Regions from separate parts of the Mus musculus genome. Here all the other regions are linked to region 1. Evidence: chromatin contacts called from public promoter capture Hi-C data. All regions are on one chromosome and are shown on one strand. The core of a region is the stretch at or near the end of the contact, and the rest is flanking DNA. Distances in the headings are between cores, read along the strand shown. Region 1 overlaps Pum2 (pumilio RNA-binding family member 2). Region 2 holds the start of Wdr35 (WD repeat domain 35). Region 3 holds the start of Ttc32 (tetratricopeptide repeat domain 32).

The links. Promoter capture Hi-C pulls out the DNA fragments that hold promoters and counts their contacts.
Region 2: a promoter capture Hi-C map of the C10 cell line shows a contact between it and region 1. The contact joins the promoter of Wdr35 here to the enhancer-like site in region 1. A contact is called at or near these places in 14 of 39 promoter capture datasets (the C10 cell line, the SN4741 cell line, cranial neural crest and 9 more), 1 of 484 Hi-C or Micro-C datasets (nephron progenitors), 10 of 115 datasets of contacts at active chromatin or transcription factors (T-cell acute lymphoblastic leukemia, astrocytes, bone marrow-derived macrophages and 6 more) and 4 of 9 other capture datasets (adipose tissue, embryonic stem cells, liver and 1 more).
Region 3: a contact with region 1 is called in a promoter capture Hi-C map of maxillary cranial neural crest, with 4 times the contacts expected there. The contact joins the promoter of Ttc32 here to the enhancer-like site in region 1. A contact is called at or near these places in 10 of 39 promoter capture datasets (the C10 cell line, the HPC-7 cell line, HPC-7-derived erythroid cells and 7 more), 1 of 484 Hi-C or Micro-C datasets (bone marrow-derived macrophages), 6 of 115 datasets of contacts at active chromatin or transcription factors (the 230-238 cell line, the NIH/3T3 cell line, craniofacial prominence and 2 more) and 5 of 9 other capture datasets (adipose tissue, embryonic stem cells, liver and 2 more).

Annotation. Positions count from the first base shown.
Region 1 is chr12:8,712,052-8,714,751 of GRCm38.p6, reverse strand. Pum2 (pumilio RNA-binding family member 2) reads right to left here. Exons shown (of 21, transcript NM_001160220.1): 6 at 1,122-1,392; 7 at 815-908. Among named protein-coding and RNA genes, the nearest start is that of Pum2, 39 kb to the right of the region's middle. Within about 2 kb of position 1,366, at least 6 of the 459 cell types and tissues checked have an H3K27ac peak or open chromatin away from gene starts, as enhancers often do.
Region 2 is chr12:8,972,590-8,975,302 of GRCm38.p6, reverse strand. It overlaps Wdr35 (WD repeat domain 35), which reads right to left and starts at 1,302. Exons shown (of 27, transcript NM_001159527.1): 1 at 1,124-1,302; 2 at 252-369. The coding sequence starts at 1,147.
Region 3 is chr12:9,028,595-9,031,294 of GRCm38.p6, reverse strand. Ttc32 (tetratricopeptide repeat domain 32) reads right to left here and starts at 1,298. Exons shown (of 3, transcript NM_029321.2): 1 at 1,099-1,298. The coding sequence starts at 1,238. Wdr35 (WD repeat domain 35) reads right to left here. Exons shown (of 27, transcript NM_001159527.1): 27 at 2,448-2,700.

The DNA.
Region 1 (2,700 bases), core at 117-2,616:
TACATTTAAACTTATTTCACTCCACATCTACTATTAAGAGTCAGAATCAGAGGGCTGAGAAGAAAAACAAAACAGTTATTAGCATATTATTATCATCTATATTATTAAACAGTAAAGATGTGCAAGTGGTAGGAAAAACAAGAAAGACAAAAATAACTAAATATAGACAACAAAACATGTACCAAACTTGAATTTTATCAGTAATAATTATATGGCTGAGTTAATTCACATTAGTTAGAACTAGATATCAAAAAAGTTAATTTTACAGAAAATTTTTTAGTATTCTTGTTTTAGATTAAATCTAAAAATGAGCGTTCTGACTGGAAAATAGATTATATAAATAATAACATTTTATTTCTAGATCTTTGATTACCAATTATCAACTGAGAAAAAAAATCTTAAAAACTAACAACATTTATCAAGTATAAATTTTCAAATGTATGTGTGAGTGTGTTTTCACGCCACAGAGCACATGTGGAGGTCAGATGATAACCTGTGGAGCTGGCACTCTCCTTCCCCATAGATCCTGGATTTTAAGATCAAATTTGGGTCATCAGGCTTTGTGACAAACGCACTGGAGCATCTTGCTGGCCCAAATTACAGACAGATTTAACCAATGATGCAAATAATCAAAATGATTCCCTCCATTAATCATAATCTTTAGTGTGTAATCTGTTACTACTAACCTCAGAGGTGTTTCAGAAAGTAACAAAATGTAAACAAGACATTAAGAAATAAAAGGAAAGTTTAAATACATTAATACCAGCTTTTTCTTCTAATAATGAAAAGGTGTAACTTAATTGAAAAGACTTACCTATATGTGGCTGCTGAGCTGCTGCTAATGCATACTGCTGCTGCTGAGCTGCAGTTAACTGCTGAACTGTTAGTGCACTAGTCCTCTGAAAGAGCTATCCAGGAAAATATTTAATACAAAGATTAATACCAAAACATCGCAATTCTCATTAAAAAGCTATGAATATTTTAAACACTTATTTGAAGAACTTTCTTAACCATAATGACATTTTAATCAATAAAGCATTAAGTGTCAAAACCCTTATCATTCCTAGTGAGTCATACCACTTCAGATTTCACTAATAATAGTGTTACAGAAGTCTCTTTACCTGCTGTTGGGAATTGTAGTCAAAAAGGCCTACAGTAGCTCCTGAAGAATCCATGGGTACCTGATTACCAGGATAGTCAAACTGTAAGGAATCCAGACCAACTTGGTCCATTGCATCCAGATTCTGAGTTTCAGGGTTTGAAAATTCTTCAACAAGTGGTTTATTCGCTGTCGGATTAGGAAGAGGGCCCAATCCTTCTGGGGGATTAGTACTAGGGCCAAGGCGCTCAACTACTTCAGTTGGAGAGGCTTGGCGACTTCCAGGAGTGCGACTAAGTAAAGAAAACAGAAGAGCACTATGAGTAAACGGAGCAAATCCAAGGGTAAATAAAATAGTTAAGTATGAAGGGGAAAAAAGTCCCAAAATATGAAGAATAAGTAAGGCTTTCTGAGTCATCAAATGTTCCATTTCTCATATCTTTTCCTATTTCGTAACTACTTAAGGTAACAGTTTCAGTATTTTTAATTTTATCACTCTCCTCAATTTGAATAGCATAATCATATAACTCAATCATACAGATAAGACAAAGACACAGGTAAGAAAATTTGTCAAAATTTACAACTATACTACTTGAAACTTTTGTCTAAAGCCATAGACAAAAATTAAGAATAAAAAACAACTATTAAATAACAAATATGGCAAAAAAAAAAAAACCCCAAATATGGCAAAGCTCAAAATTCCACTTATCAAAAAACTAACCAGACATGATGGTTAAGTTTCCGTGAGTGAAAGAAATCTAAACTAAAACAAAAGCTGACTCACAACTGTGACTTTCAAAGGTTTTTTTCTGTGCAAACCCTTTTATCTTTTGCACTTGCTTCCTTAATGAGAATAAATGTAAGACTGGGTAGTTTTAGCTAAAAGAACAGAAGAGCAAGCAAGAAAGGGAGTAGCAGCCAAACAGCGAGCCTTTATGAAAGCCCTATACAATAAACAGCTACCCAAAGATCATCTCTACTGTTCCAAGTTGTTTCTCTTTAAAGGTAAATGTAGTAAATTTTGAAAACTTAAAAAGTATACAGAACACACACAATTTTATATAAACAAAATACCAACCCCGCTGCACCACACTACCCTAATTTTCACAAGAAATTCACTAATACTGAATTAAAATTTCAGCATTGGTTTCTCTTCTCATCAACATTGTTCATGTTTCTGACATACTACTACTACTACTACTACTACTACTACTACTACTGATGATGATGATGATGATGCAGTATTCTGCCTGCATGTATACCTGCAGGCCAGAAAAGGGGTCCAGATCTCATTATAGATGGTTGGTTGTGAGCCACCATGTGGTTGCTGGGAATTGAACTCAACCTCTGGAAGAGCAGCCAGTACTCTTAACTAGTGAGCCCCTCTAATATTCTTTTTACACTGTTTTTAATCCTAACATAGTCTATCTTTTCTTATATATGTTTTATATAGGAATCTTACTTTAAGTGTATTGCTCTGAGAAACTATGCATTCATAACACATTCAAAGTATATAAGTACCTAAGTTTAGTAGTAATGAGTGTTTTACTTGTGTCGAACACCAGCTGTTCATCAAACTTAACAGCCTCTAATTTAAGATG
Region 2 (2,713 bases), core at 53-2,552, 260 kb before region 1:
GCACCTACAAACCATCTGTAACTAGTTACAAAGGAAAAGATCCCATGCCCTCTTCTGGCCCCCACAGGCACTACATGCATGTGACACCATAAAATACGTTCAGGCAAAACACCCATACCATAAGAATAAACCCCTTTAAAAAAATTAAAACTTCATAATGACAAATACCATAAGTAGGTCTCACTAGCCACTAGCCACTAGCCACTGCTTTCTACCAGTTTCACACATCTGTACTGGTGATGATCACTTACCTGTCTGTGTCTCGAGTCTTAAAACTTTCAGTAATCCATCCTCACCGCCACATGCTATGAACCCTTGGTCCTTGTTCCAGGATATACATTTCAGCTTCACATTATTGGGAACAGCAATCTGTAAACACGAATCACAGTGATGCTAGCTTTTCACGAAGGAGTTGGAGGATCTCCATCCAGGAGATATAGACAGGCAAACATCTTCCAAGAAGAAACCTGCCCGAACTTGTCGTAGCCCATGTTACCAATCCCAGCACTGAGGCAGAAGGGTGGAAAGTTGGAAGCTGGCCTGGGCTACACAGCAATATCCTGTCTCAAAAAAGAGCATGAAAAAGGGAGAGAGAAACAATAACGCCCTGCAGCAAAATGAACTATTATGAAAATGGCTGTGGTCTTCTTAAATGTTCTGAGCCCTAGCATTCTGTAAAGAAGTGCACATAAAGGAAGGTGATTGCCAAGGAAGCGGGCGGGAACGGGGTGGGGGTGTCTGAACTGAGGCGGGAACTGAGACATAAATTCGTATCGCTGCTGCTCTTACTTCCTTTCCCACACCACACTTATATTTCTCTCTTAGGGCAGACTGTCATAATCTACCTTCTGGATCAACAAGTAGCAGAGGAAAGACCACCAGCGCTTGGTGATCACTTTTTATCACTGAAAAGAAACTTGGCATGACTGGAATGTGGAAGAATCCTGAGAAAGAGCTGCTGGCTCTGCCAAGGACTACCGGAGCACAGAGACCTGTGAGAGGAGATAGGTGACAGGAAGATGGAGAAGCTGCCTGGCAGCCGCCTGCAGTCCCGGGAGAATGCGGGCACCGGCGGGCTACAGGAATGGAGGCGGCGCGACGGCGGTCCCCAGGAGAAACTCACTTTCTTGCTCAGGTAGAAGAACATCGTGGGAACTCGGAGAAGACGACCCACAGCGGTCAAGGCACGCTAATATATAACGGGTTCTACACCTCCATTTGCGAGCACTGGTGGATCGGAGAAGCTCCCGTCGCCTGGCAACCACCGCCGCCCAGTCGCATCCGGGGCGCTTAGAGAACTTCCGGCGTGGCCTCCCGCCCCGTGTTGGTCGTCGTGCGCCTGCGCGGGCGATGGGGCGGCTGTGTAATTGGTGTGGGGTGAAGTTGATCAGTTCTTCAATGCCTTGGCTTCGAGCCTTTCTGCTCTCAGTTTAGCGATCTGCCATGCGTATCTCTCCCAGCGCCGTCCCTTCATCCCCGCCGCTGTGTTACAACATCACGCTAATAGTCGTGCGTCAGGAGTCAGTATAAGCTAAAGGGAGCCCCTTCCAAAAAAGGTCTCAGGAGTTCTGTGTTTTCTCTCTAACCGCTCCACCCGACCCCGACCAATATTCTTGAAAAGAACGTCAGTTGTTGCATTTGGTAGGCTGGCACCATCGGACAAATAAAAAATGGCAGTGCAGATGTGCATTTTGAGGACTGCCTTCTTTGAGAGAACTACAGAGCCCTCTGAAGCAATTTAGGAGTGGGCACTATTATTTTGCGTTGGATTAGGGTTCTTATGGCTGCGACAAAACACCATGACCAAAAAGCAAGGTGAGGAGCTTGAAAGGGTTTAGTTGGCTTACACGTCCATACTGCTGTTCATAATCTAAGAAAGTCAGCAGGAACTCAAACAGGGCAGTAGAAACCTGGAGGCAGGAACAGATGCAAAGGCCATAGAGAGTTTTCTTATAGAACCCAGAACCACCAGCCCAGGGATGGCCCTCCCCAATCAATAACTAGTTTTTTAAAATGCCGTACAGCATTTCAGATAACTCTAGTTTGTGCATCAAGCTGACATAGGACTAGCCAACACAGAATCCTTAAAACACCTTAAAAATTATGTCAAGGGTCCTTGTAATGGGAGTAATATGACCTTTGGGTCATTAAAGCTACAACTACATTGTGGCGTACCCTCCCGTTTCAAAATATGTGAGGTGTTAGAGCTTTTCTATCCAGAGAGTGATTTTTCTATATTTCTCTTAACTTTTTGTACATCTTCCCTCGTGTGTGCATGTATGTGGAAGCACATGTGCAGACCAGAGACCTACATCATGTACCTTCTTCAATAACTTGCCATCTCATTTTCTGAGGCAGGATATCTCCGTAACCTTGGAACTTACAGTGTGGGCGAGACTGCCCCGCCAATGACCTCCAGCATCGCTTGATCCCCTCTCAACACGGGGGTTACAGGTGCAGCACAGCTAACCAGGCTTCTAGGAGTGCTGGGGATCCAAACACTTGTCCTCATGTTTGCAGCAAGCACTTCACCCACTGAGCCATTTTCCCATGTCCCCATTGTCCTTTGGGGTATCCTGATGTTAACAAAGTTCCCAAATCTAGACATTCAGGTGGATCCAGTCCTGTGGAGGTATTTGGTCTCACCCATTTTTGTGTTATTTTTGGTTTTCCTTTTTAACATAATCTGCAACTATCAATATTGGCTCATATA
Region 3 (2,700 bases), core at 49-2,548, 320 kb before region 1:
AAGACTCCCTGATAAGCAGATGTATCAAGAGAGGAGCTGAGACTAGATAATAAATATAGTGAACTGCCAACCTGACCTGCTTCTTCCTGACCCGGCTGACCGGAAACAAAAACCCGGCAGCCTAAAAAGGCTTTTCTACTTTTTTTTCACCAATAGAGCCCCCCACCCCACCCCACCCCCGCTGATGGCTCTGCTATGCTACTACTACACAAGTTCAAAGCTGGATCGGACATGCTTAGGGCTCTGTGCTCAAACTGACCAACCCTCAGTTCCTTAAACCCTCAAAGGAGTGGATCTGCGGGTTCCTGAAATCCTCTTCCGCTTTGCCGAGGGTTTTATCTGTTTGCCCACTCAAGTTTTCTCACCCCTAGGAAACCTTTCCTCATTAGCGGATTCTCTCATAAGCTGTACTTAGTCGTGGCACCCTCCTCCTCCTCCACCACCTCCTCCTCCTCCGCTGCTACCTGCCTGGCTTGAGAGTTTTACTGCCTTTTAATTCCTTAACTGGCAGAAAACAGAATGCAACCAAGACCCCTAAATGTCAAAATTTTTATAATTATCAGATTTTGGCTCGACATACAACCCCGTTTTCTAAAGACTCAAAGCGTAGTGGGAATAGAGGGGTCAGAGTGCACATCTTGATAAGCTGCTCGAACTCAAATATCAAAGTAACAAAGAACTGTACTGGGCAATAAACGTTTCATCGCTGGCTTGATATTCTACAGAAAGGACTCTTGTGATGTTCTAGCGGTGTCACATTAACAACCCTTAACTTCAGGAGTGTGCTGTGACGTCGTGGTAAACACTAACGGGACAGCTGGGTGCAGCGACTGTGCTTAGCTTAAGCGGGTGCTGAACCGGAACCTTCGCGTCCGGAACACAAAGGCGTCGCTGTGGTTCCGAGGACGACCACCTTCCCTGCCCAGAACAGCGGCTTCCTGCCGCCTGGGCCTCTGCGGAGACCAAGGCGTCCCCTCCCCGAAGGACAGGGCTCGGAGGGGATCTTTTCTGGGGAAACCAAGCGGCAGCCCAGGACTCCGCGGTCCGCGCGTGGCTCGGGGACCACCCACGCGCCCAGCCCGCTCTCGCGATAGTTACCTCCCGTGACGCGCGCACTGGCCAATGAAGGCGGAGTACAGCTCCCGGGCCTCGGCAAACTCGCCCCTGGAGAAGCGAGCCTGCGCCGTGGCCAGGGCGGCCGAGCTCTCTCCGCCCTCTCGGCCTGGCCGCAAGGCCATGACCGCCTCACCCGGGTGGAAGCGGAACCACAGCTACCGCTCACGGGACTTCGTTGGCTAAAGGAAAAGGACGTTTGTCCTGTTTGAAGACCCGTAGTATCGCGAGACAACTGGTAGCGCCTGACGCCGTTCGCGGGAAATTAAGAGAATTTAAATCTTTGTGACATGTGTATACATAATTAGATTAGATTAGATTAGATTAGATTAGATTAGATTAGATTAGATTAGATTAGATTAGATTAGATTAGATTAGATTAGATTAGATTAGATTAGATTAGATGGATGATAGATAGACAGACAGACAGTGCCCATGGCCGGGCGGTGGTGGTGCGCATATATCCAGGCAGAATGCTGTATACATAGTAAATAAAGAAGTCTTTAAAAAATTTTTTTTTAGAAAATAATTATAGAAGCAGACAGTAGAGGGCAACATAATATTGCTGTTTTCATTTTAGATACCCAAAATAAGCGTCTAGAGCTATGGCAACAGAGTTAATATTCTGTTACTTTGAAACAAATTTGTCCATGTTTCTGAGTGTGAACTTTCTGTAGTCTCTATGGTAACAATTCTCTGCCACTTCAGTCACTGTATATTTTCCTAAAAAGACTTAGCTTTTTCTCCCATGTGATATATATTCTGTGTATGTCTCTGTGTGTGTCCGAGGATGTGTCTGTGGATGTGAAGACAATGCAAATGCCACATTTCCCTACATTATAGTGGAAGGAAACATGGGATAAACGTCCTTTTTTCCCTTCAGAATTTGTTTTCATGTTTATTTCAAATAATGTCTCAGAAAAACTTTTGATCTGAGCTCTGAGAATAAAGAAAAGTGATTTGTTTTGTTTTTTCGAGACACGGTTTCTCTGTGTAGCCCTGGCTGTCCTGGAACCCACTCTGTAGACTAGGCTGGCCTCGAACTCAGAAATCTCCCTGCCTCTGCCTCCCAAGTGCTGGGATTAAAAGCATGTGCCACCACTGCCCGGTCAGAAAAGTGATCTTAAAGTACATTTCAGCAAAATATAATGAGCTGTGTATGGCAGATGAGAGAGGTCGGCAGTGCCTGTGCAGGTACACTGCTTACCAGAATGCTGGGACCGGCCACATTAGTGCATGCTGTGGCTGCTGGGGTCACATTTAGGCCACTAGAGTACTCTGAACCATGGCATAGCTCGGGATAAGCTTGATGATAACTACAGCATTACTCAAAATCAGTTAATTCATGTTTATTACAAAGAAAAGAGACCAAATGCTTCCTCTTGAATGAGGCTTGTAGTCTTTAAAACTTCAAATAATAAAAAGTCTTAAAATGCCATTTCCTCATTTATGAACATACAGAAATTTAACCTTAAGTAGAAACAGAGCTCATGTCCTAAGCCGCTGCTGAGCCTCCCTGAACCCAGGTCATGTCTGTTCTCTGCTTCAAGGCAGCCCCTCCTACCCTCTGCCATCCCCAGCTACCTC